Linked DNA regions of Oryctolagus cuniculus: region 1 is linked to region 2. Evidence: chromatin contacts called from public Micro-C data. All regions are on one chromosome and are shown on one strand. The core of a region is the stretch at or near the end of the contact, and the rest is flanking DNA. Distances in the headings are between cores, read along the strand shown.

Evidence for each region. A called contact is a pair of places that touch in the nucleus more often than the background predicts.
Region 1: a Micro-C map of ear pinna shows a contact between it and region 2, with 11 times the contacts expected there. The contact joins the promoter of RAN here to the promoter of PGAM5 in region 2. A contact is called at or near these places in 2 of 6 Hi-C or Micro-C datasets (ear pinna and an unstated tissue).

Annotation. Positions count from the first base shown.
Region 1 is chr21:1,828,942-1,834,490 of mOryCun1.1, forward strand. It overlaps RAN (RAN, member RAS oncogene family), which reads right to left and starts at 3,384. Exons shown (of 7, transcript XM_070066278.1): 1 at 3,216-3,384; 2 at 2,843-2,889; 3 at 2,636-2,720; 4 at 2,440-2,565; 5 at 1,337-1,524; 6 at 1,007-1,177; 7 at 506-906. The coding sequence starts at 2,878. The coding sequence ends at 862.
Region 2 is chr21:856,109-861,224 of mOryCun1.1, forward strand. PGAM5 (PGAM family member 5, mitochondrial serine/threonine protein phosphatase) reads right to left here and starts at 3,501. Exons shown (of 6, transcript XM_051836857.2): 1 at 3,260-3,501; 2 at 177-355. The coding sequence starts at 3,447.

The DNA of each region.
Region 1 (5,549 bases), core at 2,134-4,633, 970 kb after region 2:
GACCTCTTTAAAGCTTGGGAACCTTGAGCAGCATCGGGACATCCCTACAACTACCACTTCACATGTACACACCTGACATGTAAACAAAAAACAAGTACAAATTTATTTTCATTTTTTAATAGAGAACCCCTCAAGCTGCCATTATGAACCGCACCGTCCAAATTTGAAGGTGTACATTAAAACATGGTTTCCTTTATCGTAAAAGCAACCATAACCCTCAAAATAGCTACTTGTATGTGCAAATCACCATCACTTGTTCGGACAGGTCTTCCCCAGGGACACCACCTGGCCAAGATGGACTGGACTAACACTTCTACCTCAACCCATCGCCTGTCATGCCTAGCTGGTGACATGATTCAACATACAAAGTAGACATAAGGAGAAATTATAATTTCCAATTAACCGGTAGTTAACAGCTAGCCTGATTTAAATATAACTAACATCATATCGTTTTCCAATTCCAGTGATTTTAAAAGGCTTATAAACAAGGGATGAGTTCGTTTGCTTAGATATTTGAAATACAACTTTATTCTGATTCTAAACGAAAAGGAATGGGAATGACAGTAACAAACAAGATTCCACCACTGAATATTGTGATGTGACTGTTAGCAGTCTTGTATTTGAAACTTGAGAGAAAACAACTGCGTTCCAAAACAGCTAAATATGCAGAGGTCCAAAAAATGAAGGTATTTTTAACTGCCACATTCACTCCGAAGCCCATTCATCTCCTTCAGCACCCACAGATGAAGCACATGTTCTGCTTAGCTAGTAATAAGAGTGGCACACACGCTGCACCGCTGACATCACAGGACAGTTGCCTATAAAACTAGACTTCTGACGCCGGGCTCCAGCTTCACGCACTCACAGGTCATCGTCCTCGTCGGGGAGAGCAGTCGTCTGAGCAACCTAGGGAAGGAGGCACGAGGTTCACAAACCGGCGGCTGAGCCCCACCAGGGACACGGGCAGCCCGCCGCCAAGCACAGCCAGAGGCCAGGGGTACGGTACCTCTAAGTCGTGCTCATACTGCGCCGCCAAGGCCGGGTCCATGACCACCTCTGGTGGGGCAAGAGCGGGCATGGCGACGAACTCCAAGTTGGGGTCTCCAATGAGCTTTCTAGCAAGCCAGAGGAAGGGCTTTTCAAAGTTGTAGTTACTTTTGGCCGAAATATCATAGTACTGTTGGAACAGACAAGAAAATCAACTTGTAGAAGTCCACCACTAAAACAGCCATCGAGCAGAACAGACCAGGCTGCAGCCACTCTTCCCACCCTCCCACAAGTCCCAGAGCCGGCCCAGGACCAACGCACATCCGCCAGGGCCCAATTCGGCAAGTACCTGAAGGTTCTTCTTTCGGTGGAAGACAATGGACTTTGCCTTAACTTTCCTGTCCTTAATGTCCACTTTGTTGCCACACAGCACGATGGGGATGTTTTCACACACGCGCACCAGGTCTCTGTGCCAGTTGGGCACGTTCTTGTAGGTCACTCTGGATGTCACATCAAACATGATGATGGCACACTGGGCTGAAAAACAAAGTCAGGGCACTTAGCAGACCCGGAGTTCAGCACATCCAGGAAGAAAGCTCAGAATCAGGCCTGCTTCTGGGCGCCTGGATCATCTCCACTCAACTCCACGGTCTCTCCCAATCCTAAGAGTCATGGTACTGTGACTGTCACACTGACGGACTTCTTTTCCAGAGAGCCTGAAAGACAGCTCCCCCGCTCCAACCCCTCAGCTCCCATGCTCCCTCAGTCCCAAACAATCCGAAATGAATGAATGAGCACTCCAGGAAACCCGACTCCTCAAGGCCGCAGACACACTCCTTAGGAGGCCCTCCGATGACTGCGCACACCGGGGACACCGGGCGCACAGTAGGAACAGCCCAGTGAGCCCTTGAACCGGCACCGACCAACGGCACTGGCCGGGACAGTCAGCGGGGCAGACCACCCACAAAACGGTACCACTCGCGGGCTAAAGAAGGCGGGGGTGGGGGAGAAGCGTGTTACCCCCACCCCTTCAGGGAAAGCACACACGTGCTAGGGCTCCCCAGGACCCTTCACCTGGACAGTCAGACTCCTTTCTACTCCATCTGACCAAACAGGCACTACCTCCCTTGGCCATTTCTAAGTCCCAGGAAAACTTGGGCAGGCCACCAGGCGGCATCTCCCATCCATCCATCCATCCATCCATCCGGGGAACTCGGCCCTCCGGCCCGGCGGAGTCGCCCGGTCAGGTCCCCTCGGCTACAGCACCACGCGCCGGGAAGCCCCGGTCCCGCGAGCGCGGCCGTCGCCTGCCATTGTGTCGGGCCCCGCGCCTCGGTCCTGCGAACACCGTGCCCGGCATGACACAGCAAGTAGCCCCGCGCGCCGGGCAGCGCGCCCGGCGGCTCCCCGCCCCCCGCCCGCAGGGCCCCCGCCCCGGGGCCCCGCGCCCACCTTGGATGTAGTAGCCGTCCCGCAGGCCGCCGAACTTCTCCTGGCCGGCCGTGTCCCAGACGTTGAACTTGATGGGGCCCCGGTTGGTGTGGAACACGAGCGGGTGCACCTCGACGCCCAGCGTGGCTGCAACGGCAAGGCCGTGAGCGCGCGGACGCGCGGCCGCCCCGCCGCCCGCCGCCCGGCGCCCACCTACCTACATACTTCTTCTCGAACTCGCCGGTCAGGTGGCGCTTCACGAAGGTCGTCTTCCCGGTGCCGCCGTCGCCGACCAGCACCAGCTGCGGGAGGCCAGAGTTGGGACGCGCCCCGCACAAAGGCCCGCGAGCGCGGCCCCGCGGCGCCCGAGCACGAGGCGCCCGCCCGCCCGCGGCCCCGCCGCCCGCCCGCCGCCCGCACCTACTTTGAACTGCACTTGGGGCTCTCCCTGCGCGGCCATCGCGGCGTTTTCTGCAAAGAGGACAGCGAGCTGCGGCCCACGTGCGCCCACAAAGCCGGCCCGCCCGCCCGGGGCGCCATGGCGGCGGGCGGGCCGGGCGGCCGGGGGCGCGGGGCGCGGACGCGGGCCCCGGGAGGGCCGCGGGCAGCGGCTGAGTGCGGTGCGGCCCGGCCCCGGCCCCGGCCCGGCCCGGCCCCGGCCCCGGCCGCGCCAGCCGCCTCCTCCCGGCCCGCGCCCGCCGCCCCCCGCGGCCCGGCCGCAGCCGCCCCGCCGCGGCCCGCGCCCCGGCCCCGCCGCCACGCCCGGCGCGGCCCGCCCGGCGGCCTCCCGCCGCTACCTTCCAGAAGCGTCTCCGCGCCCGTCCGACTGAGGCTGGAAAGATGGCGGAAGCGCAATTCAAATGCCGGAGACGCAGCCGACGCCGGCGCGCGGGCGGGGCGGGGCCGCGCGGGGCGGGGCCTGCGCGGGGCGGGGCCAACGGCGCGGCGCCCACCACGTGGCTCGCGCGCGCGCGCACGCACGCCCCTCGGCCGGCCTAGGGTGGCCTGCCCTGCACGTACGACTGGGGCGGTGTCCGCGGCGGCTCACGTGGGAGGCCGCGCCGGGAGCGCGCACGCACGCCGGTCCGCGGGACCTCGTGCGCCGGCTCCGAGAGCGGGCTCCCGGCGCGCGTGCGCAGACGGCGGGGCGACCCGCCCTGCTCCCGCCGCGGTCACGCCGGCCGGAGGCCTCTGGCTGGCAGGGCCTGGGCGGGAAGCGCCAGGCCCCACTTCCTCCTGGGCGCAGGGTGGGGCTCGCCGGCGCACACGCGGGGACTCTGGGGCTGGGCAAGTCCCTCGGCGGACGCGCGCTCGCCTGGGCGCCCCGAGTTTGGGCAGGCGCCCGCGTGTCCGCAGAATGAATGGGGGAAGGAAGGGGCAAGGTGTCGGAAGCCGAGGCCGCCCCGGGGCCTTGGCGGGGGCGCGGAGCCCCCCGCAGAGCCGGCCGCCCCCGCTCCCGGGGGTCCTGCGGCTGTCCCCGGGGGTCCTGGGGGTCGGCAGCAGCGTGGCCGCCTCCTGCGGGCGGGATGGGGAAACCGTGTGTTTGCGGACGCCGCAGCTCCGCTAACCCCAGACACACAGGGAGGTGTCCAGGTTCTGAGGGGGTCGCGCGGTGCTGGGGCGCCCGCATGCCCCGCCTGGCTGGAGGCTGGGACCCCTGCACCCACGTGCCTCGCCGGTGGGGCTCCTGGCGCCTGCACGGCCCCTCCCCCGCCCAGGAAGCTGGTGCACGGTGACTCCAGGCTGGACCCCTGCACCCACGTGCCCCGCCGGTGGGGCTCCTGCACCCACGTCGCCTCCCGCGCCCGGGAAGCTGGTGCACGGTGACTCCAGGCTGGACCCCTGCACCCACGCGCCCCGCCGGTGGGGCTCCTGGCGCCTGCACGGCCCCTCCCGCCCCCGGGAAGCTGGTGCAGGGTGGCTGGAGGCTGCGGCCCCTGCACCCACGTGCCCCGCCGGGTGGGTCCTTGGGGAGGAGGGGACGGCTCTTTCTCTGTGTGTCCCCTCTCTCCATTACTGAAATAAATCTAAAGAGAAAGTGGGCTCTGGCCGCGCCCGCAGAGGCGCCTCTGGAGGGAGTGGGGCAAGCCAGGCGGGGTTTTGGCCTCGTGTGCCCAGCCGCAGGCACTGCCTGTGACGTCTGGCTGCTAGAGGCCCAGTCGGAACAGTTGGGTTTCTCCGAAAGGGGCCACCGTGGGGCTGGGACCCAGCGACCCAGGGCTGGCCACGTGCTCCTGGGCACACGTGCAGGGAACCCAGGTGCCAATGGGTGCGGGGCGCAGTTCTGCAGGCAGCGACCTGGGGTGACCCGGGGCGCCTGCTGGCAGCGCAGAGGAGTGAAGGTCCAGGTGCACCTCTCGCTCCCTGGAACGGGACCCAGCCTTTCTCAGAGCGAAGTTCACGGGCTCCTCGGGAAAGCGGGCAGGGGGTGCCGAGCGCCGACGGACGCTGGAGGAAGATGTGGTGATGGTTTATGGAGCCTTGGCTCTGCAGACTTTCACATACGGGGTCGTGAATTGTGTCACTGGGCTTCAAGGGTGCACTCTGAGGGCACTGGCTGAAGGGAAGGCAGAGAGGAGCTGGGCAGGGGTGACGGCTCTCGGCTTCCCTGCCGCCGGTTGTTTTGTAAAAAAAAGCAGAAGCAGCCACGACGACATACATTTTTAAAGATTTATTTGAAAGAGTTACATAAAGAGAGAAGGAAAAGGGGTGGGGTGGGGGTGTCTTCCATCCACTGGTTCACTCCCCAATTGGCCACAACAATGGCCAGAGCTGTGCTGATCTGAAGCCAGGAGCCAGGAGCTTCTTCGGGTCTCCCATGCGGGTGCAGGGGCCCAAGGACTTGGGTCACCCCCTACTGCTTTCCCAGGCCACAGCAGAGAGCTGGATCAGAACTGGAGCAGCCAGGACCTGAACTGGCGCCCCTATGGGATGCCGGCACTGCAGGCGGTGGCTTTACCTGCTAAGCCACAGTGCTGGCCCTGCGTGGTGATGTACTATTGTGTGACGCTAGGAGCTGAAGGTACCAGTGGCGTTTCCCTCCGTGCAAAGTCGCCCTGAGCACTGCTGCTTCGGCCCCAGCCTTAGCTGAGCCTCGTTGTGGCCCAAACTCACACCCGAAGGAACCCAGG
Region 2 (5,116 bases), core at 2,251-4,750:
TGAAAAACTTGTTTCCTCTCCGAATTCAGCTTCTACTTACTGATACTGACTATATCAGAGTCTAGGTGATGGTTCTGGACACAGGTTTGAGGCAGCTGTGTCCTAGGCACCTTCAAGAAGGCCGGCCAAGGGTGGCTGGGAGGGGTCCTGGGGGCATCTGAGACCTGGCCACCTACCCAGCGCGGTCAGAGTGCGGTCCTTTTCCAGGGAGCCGTCCACATGATACTGAGAATGCCTGATGAGGAAGATGTGCCGCGTGGCCTTGGCTTTGTAGTGGTCCAGCCTGGACGCCAGTTCTTCTTCTCCAGACTCCACGTTCCTCTTCCGCAGGTTGATCAGAGACAGTGGTTCTCGCCTAATGTTGAAATACAAGATGATAGATCCTGGTGACCTCTACTCCTGAGATATCTATGAGTATTTCTGACAAGACAGTATCTCCAAGCCATCAGACTAATGGAGAAGAGTACAGAGGAGAACCCAAGGCCCTCAGGACCAACTGCAGAAAAGCCAGTTTGCAGAGCACAGCTCCACGCCTCACCCCGCAGAGCTGGCCAGGACAGGGTGATGCAGTGGTGGACAAAGCGATCGAGCAAGTCTCTTGTGCAGCTTATGTTTAGGAAAGAGGCTGACCCTCAGCTGCAAAAAGAAACAGAAAATGCCAGAACTTGATGACAGTAAACAAAGTGTCCACAGGGTGGGTGGTGGGGTGCTGAACAGCCTTGCTGCGATGTCCAGTGGCAGCCACTAGTTATCTGGCTACTTAAATTCAAAACACGTTCAGCCAGCTCAGGTTCTATACCCAAGTTCAAGTCACTGCAGATAAAAAATATTGACGGGGCCGGCGCTGTGGGTTAATGCCCTGGCCTGAAGCGCCGGCATCCCATATGGGAGCCAGTTCAAGCCCGGCTGCTCCACTTCCTGTCCAGCTCTCTGCTATGGCCTGAGAAAGCAGCAGCAGATGGCCCAAGTCCTTGGGTCCCTGCACCCACTTGAGAGACAGGGAGGAAGCTCCTGGCTTCGGATCGGCACAGCTCCGGCCATTGCGGCCATCTGGCAAGTGAACTATCGGATGGAGGACCTCTTTCTCTCTCTCTGCCTCTCCTCTCTCTGTGTAAATCTTTCAAATAAGTATTTCAAAAAAATCTCAGAAAAAATTGCTTCCGTACTGAGCACGCACAAAAATTTTTCTTGTCATTCTCAAAACACAGCGTAACTATTTACATAGCACAGATGTTATATTATGTATCACAAGCAACCAAGAGGGGAAGGCACTGAGGCATAGCAGATTAGCCGATTCGGGTGCCTACGTTCCCATCTTAGAATGCCTAGTTCAAGTCCCAACTCCTCTGCTTCGGATCCAGCTTCTTGCTAATGCAGATGATGGCTCAAGTGCTTGGGACCCTAGCACCCACACAGGAGACCCGGACGGAGTTCCAGGCTTCTGGCTTTAGCATGACCCAGTCCTGGCTGTCGCAGGCATTTGGAGAGTGAATCTTGTGGACGGAAGATCTCTCTCCCTGTCACTCTACCTTCCAAATAGATGAAAACAAACATTTGAAAAAAAACTGTTAAGTGTACAGTAGGATGTGTATAGATTATACTATAGCATTTTATATCAGGGACTCGAGCATCCTTACATTTAGGTACATGCGGGGCTTCCTGGACCTAACCCCCTGCAGGTAACTGCGGATCTGTGATCAAGATTCAACCGAATCAGAATTCTTTTCCTCAGCTGCGCTACTCCCACTTCAAATGCTCGGGGCCACACGTGGTGGCAGCCGTCACACTGGACAGACAGGAAGCATCTCCATCACCGTGGAGTTCTGATGGACTGAGCTACTGAGCTGTGAAGGAGCTGATCAGGTAAGGGTGGCTCTCGGCAGCGAGGCTAACAAAAGTGAAACAGGGGAGAGCTGAGAGTGTCACAAATCAAACCTGCCAGAATTCACTCGGCGGAGACGGCTGTGGGGCTTGGAGGTGTGCTGTGACTTCTGTTTGGGTTGTGCTAACCTGGCAAAATTCACACTGGCAGGGGAATCAGGGAGTCTGGGGTTAAGCCAGCGTCACTTAGGAGCTACAGGAGAGACGGAAGGCAAGGAACACATGAGATCGCCCTCCTCCAAGGGGCTGGAGACTTAACCAAACGAAGCTCTAGAACTTTCCAGCATGGCCAGGTGAGGCGAGACCAGCACTGTCCTTCTAGGACTTGCTGCAGCTGCTCTTCATCCGCACAGACGCCAGCTCGGCGCCGCAGGGCTGAGTTCTGCTGCTACTGCACCAAGTTCTCTTAACCTCATACGAACCTTTCCTTACAAAAGCCTAAGAAGTTCAGAACACTGGAGTGCCGTGTAATGACAAACGCAGACAAGTCCCCGCGGAGGGACCTTTTACAAAATACCTGGGCAGCACACACACAGTCACCAAGCCAGTCCGAGAAACCGTCCCGGCCAGGAGGGGACCCGAGGCCACTCAGGAAAGCCCGGCTTCAGTTAGCAGCCGGGTAGCAGCACCGCCTTGTGCGCCCCCCAACCCGAGGGGCGCGGGAGCAGCGGACAGCGGCAGCGGTGTGGGTCCGCTCACAGCCAGGCGTTCAGCGGCAGCCCCGCACCCCTCCCCTCAGAGCAGCACAGCGCGCTCGGCCGGCCCGTGACGCACCGCGCGCGTCCCGTCACGGGCCGATCCTGTCACAGCACCGCGCGCGTCCCGTCACGGGCCGATCCTGTCACAGCACCGCGCGCGTCCCGTCACGGGCCGAGCTGTCACGGCGCCGCGCGCGTCCCGTCACGGGCCGATCCTGTCACAGCACCGCGCGCGTCCCGTCACGGGCCGAGCTGTCACCGTGCTGTGCGCGTCCCGTCACGGGCAGAGCCTGTCACGGCGCCGCGCGCGTCCCGTCACGGGCCGAGCTGTCACGGCGCCGCGCGGGCTCCAGCCTCGGCGGCAGCAGCAACAGGTGAGGCGCGGCCCGCGCTGCGGCCGGCCCGATGGGCCCACAGGCTCCCCCAGCAGAACCGCCAGACACCGCTCTGGGTCTCTCAGCGGAAATGTTGAACGAAGCTCAGCAGCCGCGTCTCAAACGCCGGACGACCACGCACGGCCGCGGCGCCGCCGCCTCCACGCCGCGCCCGCCCTCGAGAGGCGGCCGCGGAGTCCCGGCGCCCACACCGGCCCTGCCCTCCCGCCGGCGGAAACCGAGAGCGAACCGCGCGGGGCAGCCGCGCCCAGAGGGACGGGGCCGCGACGCCGCCATCGCGCGCACCTGTCCCAGTTGGAGTCCCAGACGCCAGGGGGCCGCGCGGCCCCGGCCCACGCCGGCGGCTCGGCCGCGCGCGGCTCCGCGTCCCCGCCCGCCCGCGGCTTGCCCACCGCCACAGCCGAGAAGAGCACGGCAGCCGAGCCCCCGGCCAGCCCGCAGGCCGCCAGCTGCAGCGCCTGCCGGAACGCCATGCCGCTCCCGCGCCGCCGCGCAGACGCACACGGCCCCGGCGGCCCGCCGCGAGCCACTCGCTTCCGCGGGCGCCTACTTCCGGCTGGCGGGGCGAGCGGAAGTCCCGCCTCCGCGGCGTCGCGGGCGCGGACGCTGAGGCGCGAGGGAGGGCGCGGGCGCGGGCGCGGGAGCTGCCGCGCGGGCGCGCCCCCGCCGTTTGTAGCGAGCGCGCGCCCCGCGGCCCTGAGGCCGCCGCCTCTCCCACCGCGCGGCCTGGCGCTCGCGCTCCCCGGGCGTGCGGCTCCGGCGCCCTCCTTGACCCTTCCGCGCCGCGCGGCTCGGGTTCGCTCCGCGGGTGTCCGTGGCGGGGCGCCCCGAGGGGAGCAGACCCCGCCTGCGGCCGCCGCGCACTTGCTCCTCGCCGTCGCGGGCCGGGCTGCGGGCCGGGCTAACAGCGCATGGGGTCGCACCCAGCGGCGGGATTTTAGGTCATTCTGAACCGTTTTTAAGTTGGAAAGGGACAAGATGTGGTTCCCAGTGTAAGTGATTGAGTTTGAGGAATCTGTTCCACTTTAAACCCAGACTCTGTTTAAACATGGCGTCTGGGACTCACACGTTTAAGTCTTTTTCCAGAAGGTTGTTTACTAAGATGATAGTGAAAAGACGAAGCAAAGACACCTGAAAGGATGTGGTTGACTCCGCAAGAACGAAACACAGCAGAGATCGGGTAAGACTTTGAAAGCTGGAATCGGATACTTCTCGACCTGGACACAGAACACCAGTTGCAGGTGCCGGAGGAAGCAAGTTGGCTCCTGTGAGCCTGGGAGTCTTGGAGGAAAAGCGCAGCCCCACATCTGCGGAAGTCCGCACAGGAGGTTGCCCTCCATCGTGCACTGCACTAGAGACATTTCATTGCAGAATCAGAGGACCCTGGATTTGAGATGCAGTATTAAAGGTGGGATTGTATGCAGCTCACCTACTGAATAGTCAGTGTCCAGCCCCCCTCTGCCATTTAGCCAATAGAATGTCGGCCACCAGGCTTACGTCACACTTCATTATCACCATCATCCTTCCCTTGGCAGGAGCTTACACGAGCCCTTTCTGTGGAAACTGACAACCCCAAAGAGGAGAGCTCAAGTTGTGTGTGTGTGTGTGTGTGTGTGTGTGTGTGTGTAAGATTTATTTGAGAGGCAAAGTTACAGAGAGAGGGACAGGAAGAAAGGTCTTCCGTCTGCTGGAACACTCCCCAGATGGCCACAACGTCCAGACCTTGGCCAATCAGAGGCCAGGAGCTTCCTCTTGGTCTCCACATGGGTGCAGGGGCCCACACACTTGTGCCATCCTCTGCTGCTTTCTCAGGCCATAGCAGGGAGCTGGATCAGAGGAGGAGCAGCCGGGACTCAAACTGGTGCCCATATGGGATGCCAGCACCACAGTTTCATATCACTGATAGATATTCAAGTGGGGAAGACGGAAAACTGCTGTGCTCTGTGCTCTTCTATGTATCTGGCAACACTCAGTAACTGTGTTAAGCAAACTGAGTGAATGAAGATTGTGATAGGTCAGATACGTCAAGAATAAGAATTCACATTACTTAAAAAAAAAATCTGCCCTAGTTAACTGCATTTTTTAAGAAAGATTTATTGGCCGGCGCCGCAGCTCACTAGGCTAATCCTCCGCCTAGCGGCG